Regions from separate parts of the Pan troglodytes genome. Here region 2 is linked to region 1. Evidence: chromatin contacts called from public capture Hi-C data. All regions are on one chromosome and are shown on one strand. Each heading gives the region's core, a stretch centred on a gene start, on an enhancer-like site or on the middle of the called end of the contact. The rest is flanking DNA. Distances are from core to core; before and after follow the strand shown. Region 1 overlaps LOC104001998 (a long non-coding RNA gene). Region 2 overlaps LOC104001998 (a long non-coding RNA gene).

Region 1 (5,344 bases), core at 969-3,468:
AGAAAGTTGCTGAATGGGACAAAATTGAGATGTGATAACAAAATGAGTTAAGACACTTTTCAGTGAGTTCTTTGGATATTTCATAATTCAAAGCAAGAGCTATCAATCTTTTCATTTTAGTTTTTGAAAGACTAAATTTTGTACATATGTTAGACAATGATAAGACACTAATCAAGCTGACTGTTCATCTTTCATTTAGTTAGTCAACCACTAACTAAATGTTATTGGACATAGAAATGTGCTAAGCAGCTTGGGAGATAAGAAAAGGAAGATGAGGTCTTATGCTGGAACAGGAGTAAATGGAGCTGTCTCTGGGCTTTTGTGACCGATGTTGGCCCATCTTGGGGTCCATGGTTGTAAATTACCTGGGAGTGAGAAGGACCCTTTCTTCCATCTCTGCCAGGACTTATCTTGTGCTCTGTAGAACGCCACCTTCCCCAGGGGAGCCAAGCTATTCATTCTTTCTTCATTGAGGTGGTGGCAGATTTGTTTGTCCCCATTTTGCTGATAGCAAAAGTGGAGCTAAGTATATTATAAAGGTCACTTCACAAAAATGTATCTGATTCTATAATCTTAAGATTTCATGGCAAGTAACAGAAGGAAAAGAGTTATAAATGATGAGTCCAAGATTTGCTAGACATTAGGTTCACTACTGTTCTGAGCTGTGCTTCCTGGAAGAATGAGCATATGCAGAGTGACGTCTCTGTGCAGTTAGGAAAAAGAGAAACGTTAGAAAAATCGGTGCATTCACACCTCTCTCCTGCAACCAGAGAGTCTCCAGACCTTCAGTGAGTTTTAAAGTTATGTACTTACTATCTGGAAAGCCACAGTAAAAGAAAAAGAAATCCCCTCGGACAATAGACATATTTGGTAGGATTCTTGAGAGGGATGTGGTAATTTCATAATGGAGAAAACAAACATAAATATTTAAGGAATGATAAGCTCCCTGATGTGGTATGCGATTGCCTGCAGGCATTTCTAGTCAGAGAAGCCATCTGCATCTCTCTCGCAGTATGTCTGCTAATTTATGTCTGTGTGATTAAGATCTTTATTGAAAAATTGTGCAATATCAGGATCAATAGCCAGGCATTGGGAACAGTAGCATACACTCGGAAACCCCTCCTGTGGGATGGATGTGCACTGGAAAAGAACACACTTCCTTCTGCCAGTTAGGTTTTTAGGTTCATGGCCTGAGAAAACAATGAAATCAGTCAGGTATTTAGCAAGGAGGAGCATGATACAATAAAATGTCTCATAATGAATTCAACTCAATTCACTTGGAAAGCAAAGGGTAGGGGCCAAGAAAAAGAATGATTGCATAGTTCAGACCACTCCAAGAAATAATAAATGGACTTATTTACTGTGTCTCAGAACAGCTACCTAGAATGTTTCATTCCAACTGTCCATAACTAAGGTATTAAAAAATAATTGAGAGCAGGATCTGGATGAAAAAGGAAAAAAAAAACCCCTACATTTATTTACACTATTTTTTCAGGGCATACTTTTGGCTCTTCACTTCTTATTTTTGGCTTATCTTGTTCTCTGAGAAATGTATGCAGATCTCCAACTGGAAGAGAGGGTGTGGAGAAACATGGAAAACGCTTGCTTTTATTCCTCTACACCTGAAGTTGCACTGCCCCTAAGACACATAGGATGGAAGAAAAACCCCTTAAACAGGACTTGTAGTCTAGACACTGCCCCACCACCCTCTTCCACCCCTACTCAATCACTTCCCACCACCCACTTGCTCTGGCAGCTGATGTAGGTCCTGATATGTTGCTACGGCCTGACATATATAGTAGTGTCCTTTTCATACAGTGGCTACAAAAGAAGTGGGGTAATGTTTGAAGGGCCACCAGGGAAAGCCAAACTTTCTATGAGAGGTCTGTGCAGGAGCCCTAATTGTTGCTTCTCTGGTGTTTCCAGTTTATCAGTGCAGCACAAAGGAAGCTTTATTTGCATTCAGGGAGTCTCAAGGTATTTTTGCTTCTAGGTGTTCTGTTAGTATAGGCTTCCAGGCCGTAGGCTCAATATCACCATGTAGCACTGTGAATAGAAATCTAAAGACTTGCCTGGAAGCACAGATGGTCATATACCAACTGTCTATTCACAGTGCTAAGTGGTTAACTTGAGAAACAGGGGAGGTGCTATGAGGAGGATCAGCAAGGGTGTCAGCAGCATAGGCCGGGCTGATGCAGTCTCTTTAGCCCAGAAGACTCAGCGGAGGTTGCTAAGCTGCCTTTTCCTTCACAGAAGGCAATATGAAGACTAGAGGTGGGCTAGAGAACTGCAAACAATATTCAGGGAATTGTCATACAGAAAAATTGGCCAACTTTCCTACTATTCTGCTTAGGGAATCAGCACATCGGGTGTTGATACAGCTGATTTATTCTCTGTCAGCCCATCTCCATCCCGAGAAGTACTGTTTGGGGGTTAATGAAACTGGGCTAAACCTATGTAATAGGTCTCAGGCAGATAGTTTTGTCCCCATGATCTGCTTGAGCCAATTTGTACCTATTCAGGAGAGCCAGTTTTGTGCACTGATATCATGTTGGTAGGTTGAAACTGGCCATGGAGGGAGTATTTATATGATGGAAATTGTCAAAGTCTACAAATCAGAGCCGGTTGTTAAACATTTACCAGCACACCGCTGCCTTGAGGCTTTCTCTTTCGGATAGTTTGGACAGAGGAATTCACTTTCCCCTGGGCAGACCTGCCTTGTGCCTCACAATTCTAGCTACTCACCTCTACCTCTAATGCTGCTCCTGGTCTGCTTGCCTCTGATTGAAGTTCTCTGTCCCCTCTAGATTCCTCCAGCGCTATCTCTCTTTTTAAAAAAATTTCCATTTTTATTTTAGATTCAGGGGATACATGTGCAGGTGTGTTATAAGAGTATATCGTGTGGTGCTGAGGTTTGGGCTTCTATGGATCCTGTCACCCGGATAGTGAACATAGTACCTGACAGGAAGTTTTCCAGCCCTTGCCCCCCTCCTTTCCTCCCTCTCTCCTTTTTTCTTAAGCACTTTCTATCTGCAATACTCTTTGGACATTCATGCTTCATCATATAGGCTTGTGTTACTGTTACTGTTTTGCTGTAATCCCTGTTTATATGTTCCTGTACCTTCAACTAGAACATGAGGATGGAGAGAGTGGGTACTGTTTGGGGAATCAGCCATGGTGGTAACAATGTATGTGTGGTAACAGGTGTGTTAGTCTGTTTTCACACTGGTGATAAAGACATACCTGAGACTGGGGAAATTATAAAGAAAAGGGGGTTTAATGGACTCACAGTTCCATATGGCTGGGGAAGCCTCACAATCACAGCAGAAGGCGAAAGGCACGTCTTACATGGCAGCAGGTAAGAGAGAGAATGAGAGCTAAGTGAAAGCGGAAACCCTTTATAAAACCATCAGATTTCATGAGACTTAATCACTACGAGAACAGTATGGGGGAAGCTGCCCCATGATTCAGTTATTTCCCACTGGGTCCCTCCCACAACACATGGGAATTATGAAAGCCACACCTTAAGATGAGATTTGAGTGGGGACACAGTCAAACCATATCAACAGGGGTGGTTCAACACGGGGCTTAGGCAGACAGGAAACTGACTTGAAAGGCATATTGAAATATTTGAAGTCTGGGGCAGCACCCATTAAGTACAAATGACACGATGGAGAGGCTTTGTGGGTCTCATTGGAAGATATTCAAATATTTTCTTAATGTGCCATCCTTGTTAGGCCTGATTTGTGGTTTTTTAAAATCATCACAGTTGGTTTTCAATCAAAGCCACTCAAGAATTAGCCTTGCCTACAGATAGGAGAAGAGATTGTGCGAGGAGTAAATTGGAGCAAGAAACTATCACTATCCACATTCTGCACAACCCAGGAGATCTTTCAGGAGAGTTCTGGAAGAGAAAGGAGGAGGGGGGTATTAGCTAACAGTGTCTGCTGTTTACCGCCATGTGTCTGTTAGCAGGAAGTTTTCCTTAGCTTTTTACACATGATTCTCTTCTCTCCCTTTCTCCTACAAGCATTTGGGGGTTTTATTCCCTGGTGCCCATAGAGTGCCAGCAGGGTCTAACTCTGCTTCTTCTGTTTCCAGAACCCATGGTCTTCTATCCCAAGAGGCCCTTCCACTGAAGATTCTAGATAAAGGTGACCTATCTGAGAAGATCCTTCATCCTCACTTTGAACAACTTCAAAGTTTGCCCTGGGGTCTTGAGTCTGTGATGGAGGAGGTCTGGGTGACTATAGGATGAGGAACCTCCCTTCTCAGTTACACTGAGAGACGGTGTCAGAGTCAGGCTTTTCTGGGGGCATATGAGACTTTGGGGAGGCAGGTTGTCTTGATGACTGTATCTGTGTGGGTTGAGAGTAGGTATGGAAAAGACGGCAGAGAGGAGGATGGTACAGGATCTGTAGGCCCGTCTTTACCCTGGGGTTGCTGGTCTGTGCTCACCATGAGGCCTCGTGCTCACCAAGAGTCTGCCACTTTTCCTCTGCTTCCCAGTCATCCTCGCTGGTTTCACCAAAGACCCACTAATTCCACTAATACGTGGAAGACTCTCAAAGATAAGAAGATGAGTGAGAGAATATAAATAATAAAAGGGTGAGGGCAAAGGAGCAGGTTTATCTTAAACACATTTTTTTTTCCCTGGAGGTGCCTTCTTGTCTACCTAGAGCATATGTTAGTGTCCTACACATGGGGTATTGGGGAGTTCATCTTTGGAAAAGACTTTTGAGTTCTGGGGAGCAAGGATGTCTTGAAAATAGGCTTCAGTGGTTATACATCTGTAAATCTCTAGAACTTCTTTGTATGTTTTTCCTTTGATGTTAACAAACTCCTTTGTGGTTCTACACCTCCATACCTGCTTCATCTGCCTGGTCTGCCCATCCCACCACTGCACCTGAGAAAGTCGGCATCTGTTAAGACTTCCATGAAATGCCCCCATCTCATCAGTGTCAGCCACTTCATAGTTAACTTCAGTTTCCCCATCAGGAAAACAGAGACAATGGTACCTCCTTCATAGGGTTGTTGTGAGGGTCAAACCCCTGTTAAGACATGTAGAACTTCTAGCAGATCTGCATCATATGTGGTATTCAACCAAGGTTCTCCCTCCCTCCCTCTCTTCTGCTAGCCCTCTTCTGGGCTCCCATAGCTCTTTGTTCATAGCTCTCAAGTTTGCCAAACTACCAGTTTCTGTTTCCATGTGTGTTTCTCCAGCTGTACCATCAACTCCTGAGGATAGAGGTTCTTTCTTTCTTTTCTTTCTTTTTTTCTTCTTTTTTTTTTGAGATGAAGTCTCGCTCCGTTGCCCAGGCTGGCGTGCAGTGGCGTGATCTCG
Region 2 (5,975 bases), core at 687-3,186, 100 kb before region 1:
GCATAGCTTCAGCCTGTATTCTAAAGAGAAGGCGGTTAGCTGTGCCTTTCTTTGTTTGTCGGGAACATTTCTGTAGATAAGCACCCTGCACAGTAAATAAAATGCATTGTTATTACATTGCCTAGCAATTTACCTGTAACAGACGGCTGTGCCTGCTATAATGACATGATAGCTAATCCATACCCCTGCATGATTTTATCTTCCACGGAAGGAGGCTGGCAAGTTTAAAGGGGACACCCTCAAAGATCAGCCAGGGGAAACCACTTCTGGTTTCTGTGAGTACGCCAAAAGTCCGGTGCCCAGATTTTGAAAGAATGCTTAATTTCAGGATCAATTACCTTAAGCTTCCCATAGGTAGGTTCTACCTAAAGCTTCTGTGGAAAAGCAGTTTGATTTAATTAAGGAAGTCTCTCAGACCTTGAGTCTGTGCTTAATACAGAGGTTAATTTTTTTTTTCTTACTGCATTAGAAGTTTCGGATATGCAAATAGCCTATCATCCAACTTGCCTTAAAAGTTAATAACAATTGCCTTTTGCAGTGGACAAATAACACTGCTTTTGTTTATTTTGCTTCCTGTATGCATTTGGATAAAGCCCTCAAAAAGACGTTATTATGTCCAAAGGCAAGAGCTATTTTATAACACTAATACTAGAGTGATACAATTTACCAAACACCAAAACAATGTAGCGTCACCATAATTTTCAATATAAACAATAGAACTGGACTTTCAACTGTACCTCGTTTCCTGGGGTTTGCTGTTGTTTGTTTTTCTGACTAAACTAATCTGGAAGGAATGGGTTGGATTTGGACTTCTCAGGAGGCTCTGTCCCCTTCTGGAAAGGGTACAGACTTGGAGTTTAACCCAGGTTGCACTCTTGGCTTCAGCCATTAACAACCCTATGATCTTGGGCAAGTCATTTACTTTTTTGCAGTCTTTTTGTTGCTGTTGTCACAAAGCTTGTTGAAGATATTGCTTGAGCATTTTTTAGGAATTACTTCTCTAAATGGTCTCAGATACCTTTCATAGCTTAAATATTTCTGGCAGTGTTAATAATAAGGAACAAGAATTGTTTCAGGCTGGGCACGATGGCTCACACCTGTAATCTCAGCACTTTGGGAGGCCGAGGTGGGTGGCTTGCTTTAGGTCAGGAGTTCGAGACCAGCCTGGCCAACGTGGTGAAACCCCATCTCTACTAAAAATACAAAAATTAGCTGGGTGTGGTGGCACGTGCCTGTAGTTCCAGCTACTGAGGAGGCTGAAGCACGAGAATTGCTGGAATCCAGGAGGCAAAGGTTGCAATGAGCCAGGATCGCACCACTGCACTCCAGCCTGGGGGACAGAGTGAGACTCTGTTTCCAAAAAAAAAAAAAAAAAAAAATTGCAAATTTGGGAAATTTCTCATATTGGTACCAATTGCTTTTCCTCATTAATTCCTCCCTGACCTTTCTTCTATGAAAAAAATGTGCCCCCTCACATTTTAGGAGTTTAGGTAAGAGTTAGGTAGGGTGATTGCTTGCTGTTAGACTATTATATCTCTCTAATCTGTCTGTTTCTCTCCATCTCCAGCACCACCAACAGCTAACATTTATTGAAGGCTTACAGAGGGCTGAGTGCCCCACAGGCACGATCTCATTTAATCCCCACCAAAACCATTATTATTGCCATTTTACAGGTGGGGAATTTGAGGCTTAAAGGGGTGAAGCAAATTATCCAGGGTCACAGAGCTAGTTAGTATTAGACTCCTGGTCCGATCTCTCGCCAAGACTCAGGTGGAGGACTAAGAACTGTCTTCCCAGCTCCTTCCTTCTTTCATGTCAACCTGTTCTCCACACGAAAACAAAGTGAGCTTTTGAAAGAGAAAGCTCAGCACTCCCGTGCATCATCCTCCCCTCCACATGCTAATAATCTCCATGATCTGGCTTCTGCCCGTTTCATTGCATCTGACACCGCCCTCCTCTTGCTCTCTGCTCTCCCTTTGTGGCTGCCTTTCAGTTCCTGTTACGTGCTTCTCGCCTGTCCTCAGAGTCTTTGTATATGTGGTTCCCTTTGTGTGGAACATTCCTCCTCCTCTTGTTGCTTGTGGTCCCATTCACATTTGCTCATCCATTCTCCTTCAACCTTCTCCTGTGATAAAAGTGCATTTCACTCCTCCTACTGATGGAGGATGCTGCCTGCTGGTGGGCCATTTATATCACTCTGGCCTCCACTCGTTCTCCAGCTCAAAGATGCATTCATTTCTGACTTCAGATTAAGCTGGGTTCCCTTGTTCAGTGCTCTCATAGCCGCTGGTGCATTTTCTTAGGCAGTTATTAGGATGTATAGTTAGAAAAATATTATCCATATAATTATTTGATTAATTTCCATCTATTCTACCCCTGACTGGAAGTTTTATTAGGATAAGGATTGTGTCCACTTTAGCTCATTTTGTATCCTCAGGGTCTAACATAACACTTGGCACATGGTATTGTTATTTACCAGGTTGGACGAAAGCTGAGCTTTAGAAACTGGGAAGGCTGGGGATCAATCCTGAGGTTTCTTAGCATTCTCTGTTCCGGGAGGAGCAAGCAGCATGTAACTGCGTGCCCTCTGGCCTGTGTGTGCATGTCTGCATCTGCGTGTGGCAATGTACACGCACACACACACACACACACAAACACACACACACCCCCCTTCCCTTTCTCCATTACAGGCAGCTGAACCAGGAAGGTGAAGAATATTTTTCATGGCGTTATTTTTATGATAATCTATTTCGATGGTTAATTTGGTTTAGGACACTGATTTATCACCAGTTTATAGATCTCTCTCTCTCTCTCTCTTTTTATTGTCCTATTTGAATTATAAGGATGGCATGTGTGAAATGGAACTTCTTGGCCTATTCTGCTTCTCATGCAACCAGTGTAGTTCAGACAATAAAAAGATCTATAAAATTAATATATACACAGAGTGAGAGGGGAAAGAGAGGGACAGAGACAGAGAAAATGGGTAATGCTTTGGAATTGGATGCCACATTTATCTCTCTCCGGTGAAGTTCAGAATTAAAATTTACATGTGGAAGAGGCATAAATGAGGTATGAAGGTGTTGTCCTCTCATGTGGAAAGAAGCCTAGTAATTCTAGCTTACCTGCGTTACAAGAAAACATATTTTTCTCTTGCTTTTAGCAATTTTAAGGACTTACAATTGCTGCTCTAACTTTAGAAATATGTGCTCTAAAGGTATGACTTTAATGAAAGGAAATACCAGGCCACTTAGATTATGTATTGCCTAGTCGGCCAGGTATGTCCTAATTACATCACCGACAGGCATCTGCAATGGATATCTGCTTGTGAATTTTTCTGTAGCACCTGGTGCACACCCAGTGCATAGTAGGTGTTCGATAAAAGTGTAACTGAACGAGCGCCAAGAAGGCACGGCTGGTTTGTTGGTCTCCTGAAGTACAGTCTGAACCTCACTGAGCCTTCACCAGGGGAGAGGAGTAGGCCCCTTTCCCCTCATGCTTTCTGGAGGTTATGCCACATGATGTGCTTTTAGGGCCAGCTCTTTCCTGCTTTTGTCTCTTGGCTTTCTTCTTGGTTTTGTTACTCTGCCCACACTAGCTGTTGACCAGTTTTTTAAAAAAAGTGAGGGGGGATGATTTTCGTGGAGCATTTGATCCTGATAAAGTGCCTTCTGAGTGGAAAACAAACAACAACCTTCCTACCTTCTGAAGAGGTGTTTTGAATGACCAGGTGGCAGCTCCCAGATGTGATTTCACATGAGGTTCTTGGATTGACTATTTATTGCTATGCTTGAAATGATGGTTATTATTGTTACAAATATTATTATGCTGAGGAAGCCAGCTTGCAAGCACAGGCAGCTGCATTGTTTACAAACATAATTAATGAGGTGATTTTTAATATCAACAGCTCAGCACCAGCCTTCCTAAAGACTGTTTATGGCCTGGGCCACAGAGCCATTTGTAACTTCTACAGCATGTCTATGACGGGGTTGCCTCTAAGACTCATTTCCTTTGGCTGGGAACTGGTTTATTTTATGAATGACAAAAATAAACCCCTACTTGCCTACTTGTTGCTGACAAGGAATGGTTTATGTCTAAGAAGCCCAGGTCTACCAAAAGATAAACACAGGAATACTTTTCTAAGAAGTGAACGTGTATTTCTTCACAGTTAGCTTCTGTATTTATACAGAAGTCATCCAACTGAGGTGGTTGTCCTGGGGGACTGGAAAGGAATGGCACATTGTCTTTCTAAACATGGAAATGTTTCGTGTGATATGATGCTCTCTCAATGTTGGTAATATATCAGTATTCGAAAAAAATGGCTTATCCTTCAACTAGCCTTTTGTCACCTGTGGCCTTACAATTGAGGCCTATTACACGACCTCAGACTTTTATTCCATTTAGTTATATTTCAGTGAGGGATTTGAACAAAAGATTTTCTCTCCTCTAAATTTGGCCTGGCACAGCATTTTGAAATGGACTCTAAGACAAGCCACTCTTTCTTGATAAATAATAGGTCGAATGTGTCCTTTTGCCTTTATTTTTTCCCTTGCTTCCCTGATTTTGAATTTTGGGGTTCTGATAGTGATTGGTAGCTGGTATATCCCAGATTAAAGAGATGAGACTATTCCTGCGAGATGCCCACACTTGAGCACCTTCCCAAGCAAATAGATGAAAGACTCTTCCACCCGTATGATAAAATGGGAACTAATCACCTTTCTAGGCTCCGCTATATTCAACAGCAAGAAAATAGGTGCCAGTCCAATTCCTGGCTTGTTTCCTACATTTCAGAGGTTAGACAATTTAATTGTTTACTTAGACTTCTTGTCTTCTCTCCTATACACTCCAAGGGAATTGTTGTTCTTCTATTCTCTCGTAACAGTGGAATTGCCTGGTTATGCCTGTTCAGTAAAAGGCAGTAAGTTAGAGAGAGATAAAAAGATTAAAATAATAAAAATGACCCAAGATAATTAAAGTCTGCCATCTTGCATTTTTCTTGTAATTCCCAGGCAAATGCCTCTGAAACATAGTTTTATGATCTTAACTCTAAGTATCCTTGTTTATTACTTTAACCCATTGCTGGCATCTCTGGAGTGAATGATGAGAAGTTAGCGAATGCCCTAGGTTTCACAACTTGAAGCATGGAGTAAGAGCGTTCATTTAATACAACTCCACATTTACCCAGCATCTGAGTTATGTACCCCCCCACCCTCAGGGAGCTTACTCTTTCTCAGAGGAGATAGAAACAAATGATTCTAATCTGACTCTGTAAGTGCACTAATATTCTTCTAAAGAGAGTTGTTTGTTTGATCTGCTTGACTGCTGGAATTTTCATTCTCCTGATTATACTAATGAATAGTAAAGAGAAATGGAAGGTGCCAGAGGGAACTAAATTGATTTATGTAAGAAAGGACATGAATCTACCAGCAAGACTGAAAATAATATATCTAGAAGGTATGAGAAGGGACCAAGAGAAGTGGGGTGCTGAAGTTGGAAGAAATAGAGGTAGAGTTTGGGGGACCAACTGCCATGATGACTAGGACTTTTGGGGACAAAGAGACCCAATGAGAATTTTTATTTATTTTAAAAAATTGAGATATAGCTTATATAAAATACACAAATGTTAAGTGTACTGCTCAATGCATTTTTACATATGAATATACTTGGGTAACTACTACCCACTTCAAGATATAGAACATTTCAATCACCCCAGAGGGCTCCCTTACACCCTTGTCAATAGCTCAAGAGTGATCATTATTCTGATTCTAGTCCCATAGAGTAGTTTTGTGAGTTTTTAAACCTTATGTATATGGAATCATATAGTATTGATTGTTTATTTCTGATTTCTTTCCCTTGGCTATGTCTATGAGATTTATACGTGGTTTTGTATGTATCAGTAATCTATTTTTTATTCTTGTGTAGTATTCCATTGAATAAATATACCATAATTAATTTCCCCATTTATCCATGGGCAAGTT

What was found. Capture Hi-C pulls out chosen DNA fragments and counts their contacts.
Region 2: a capture Hi-C map of stem cell-derived neural stem cells shows a contact between it and region 1, with 2.3 times the contacts expected there. The contact joins two enhancer-like sites. A contact is called at or near these places in 2 of 7 Hi-C or Micro-C datasets (induced pluripotent stem cells and stem cell-derived neural progenitor cells) and 1 of 1 other capture datasets (stem cell-derived neural stem cells).

What each region holds. Positions count from the first base shown.
Region 1 is chr15:32,345,560-32,350,903 of NHGRI_mPanTro3-v2.0_pri, reverse strand. All of the region lies in intron 1 of LOC104001998 (a long non-coding RNA gene), which reads left to right. Among named protein-coding and RNA genes, the nearest start is that of EGLN3, 160 kb to the right of the region's middle. Within about 2 kb of position 2,218, at least 2 of the 24 cell types and tissues checked have an H3K27ac peak or open chromatin away from gene starts, as enhancers often do. A contact at or near this core is called in stem cell-derived neural stem cells, where this site is marked.
Region 2 is chr15:32,446,857-32,452,831 of NHGRI_mPanTro3-v2.0_pri, reverse strand. The region is part of intron 1 of LOC104001998 (a long non-coding RNA gene); the gene reads left to right. Among named protein-coding and RNA genes, the nearest start is that of SPTSSA, 240 kb to the left of the region's middle. Within about 2 kb of position 1,936, at least 2 of the 24 cell types and tissues checked have an H3K27ac peak or open chromatin away from gene starts, as enhancers often do. A contact at or near this core is called in stem cell-derived neural stem cells, where this site is marked.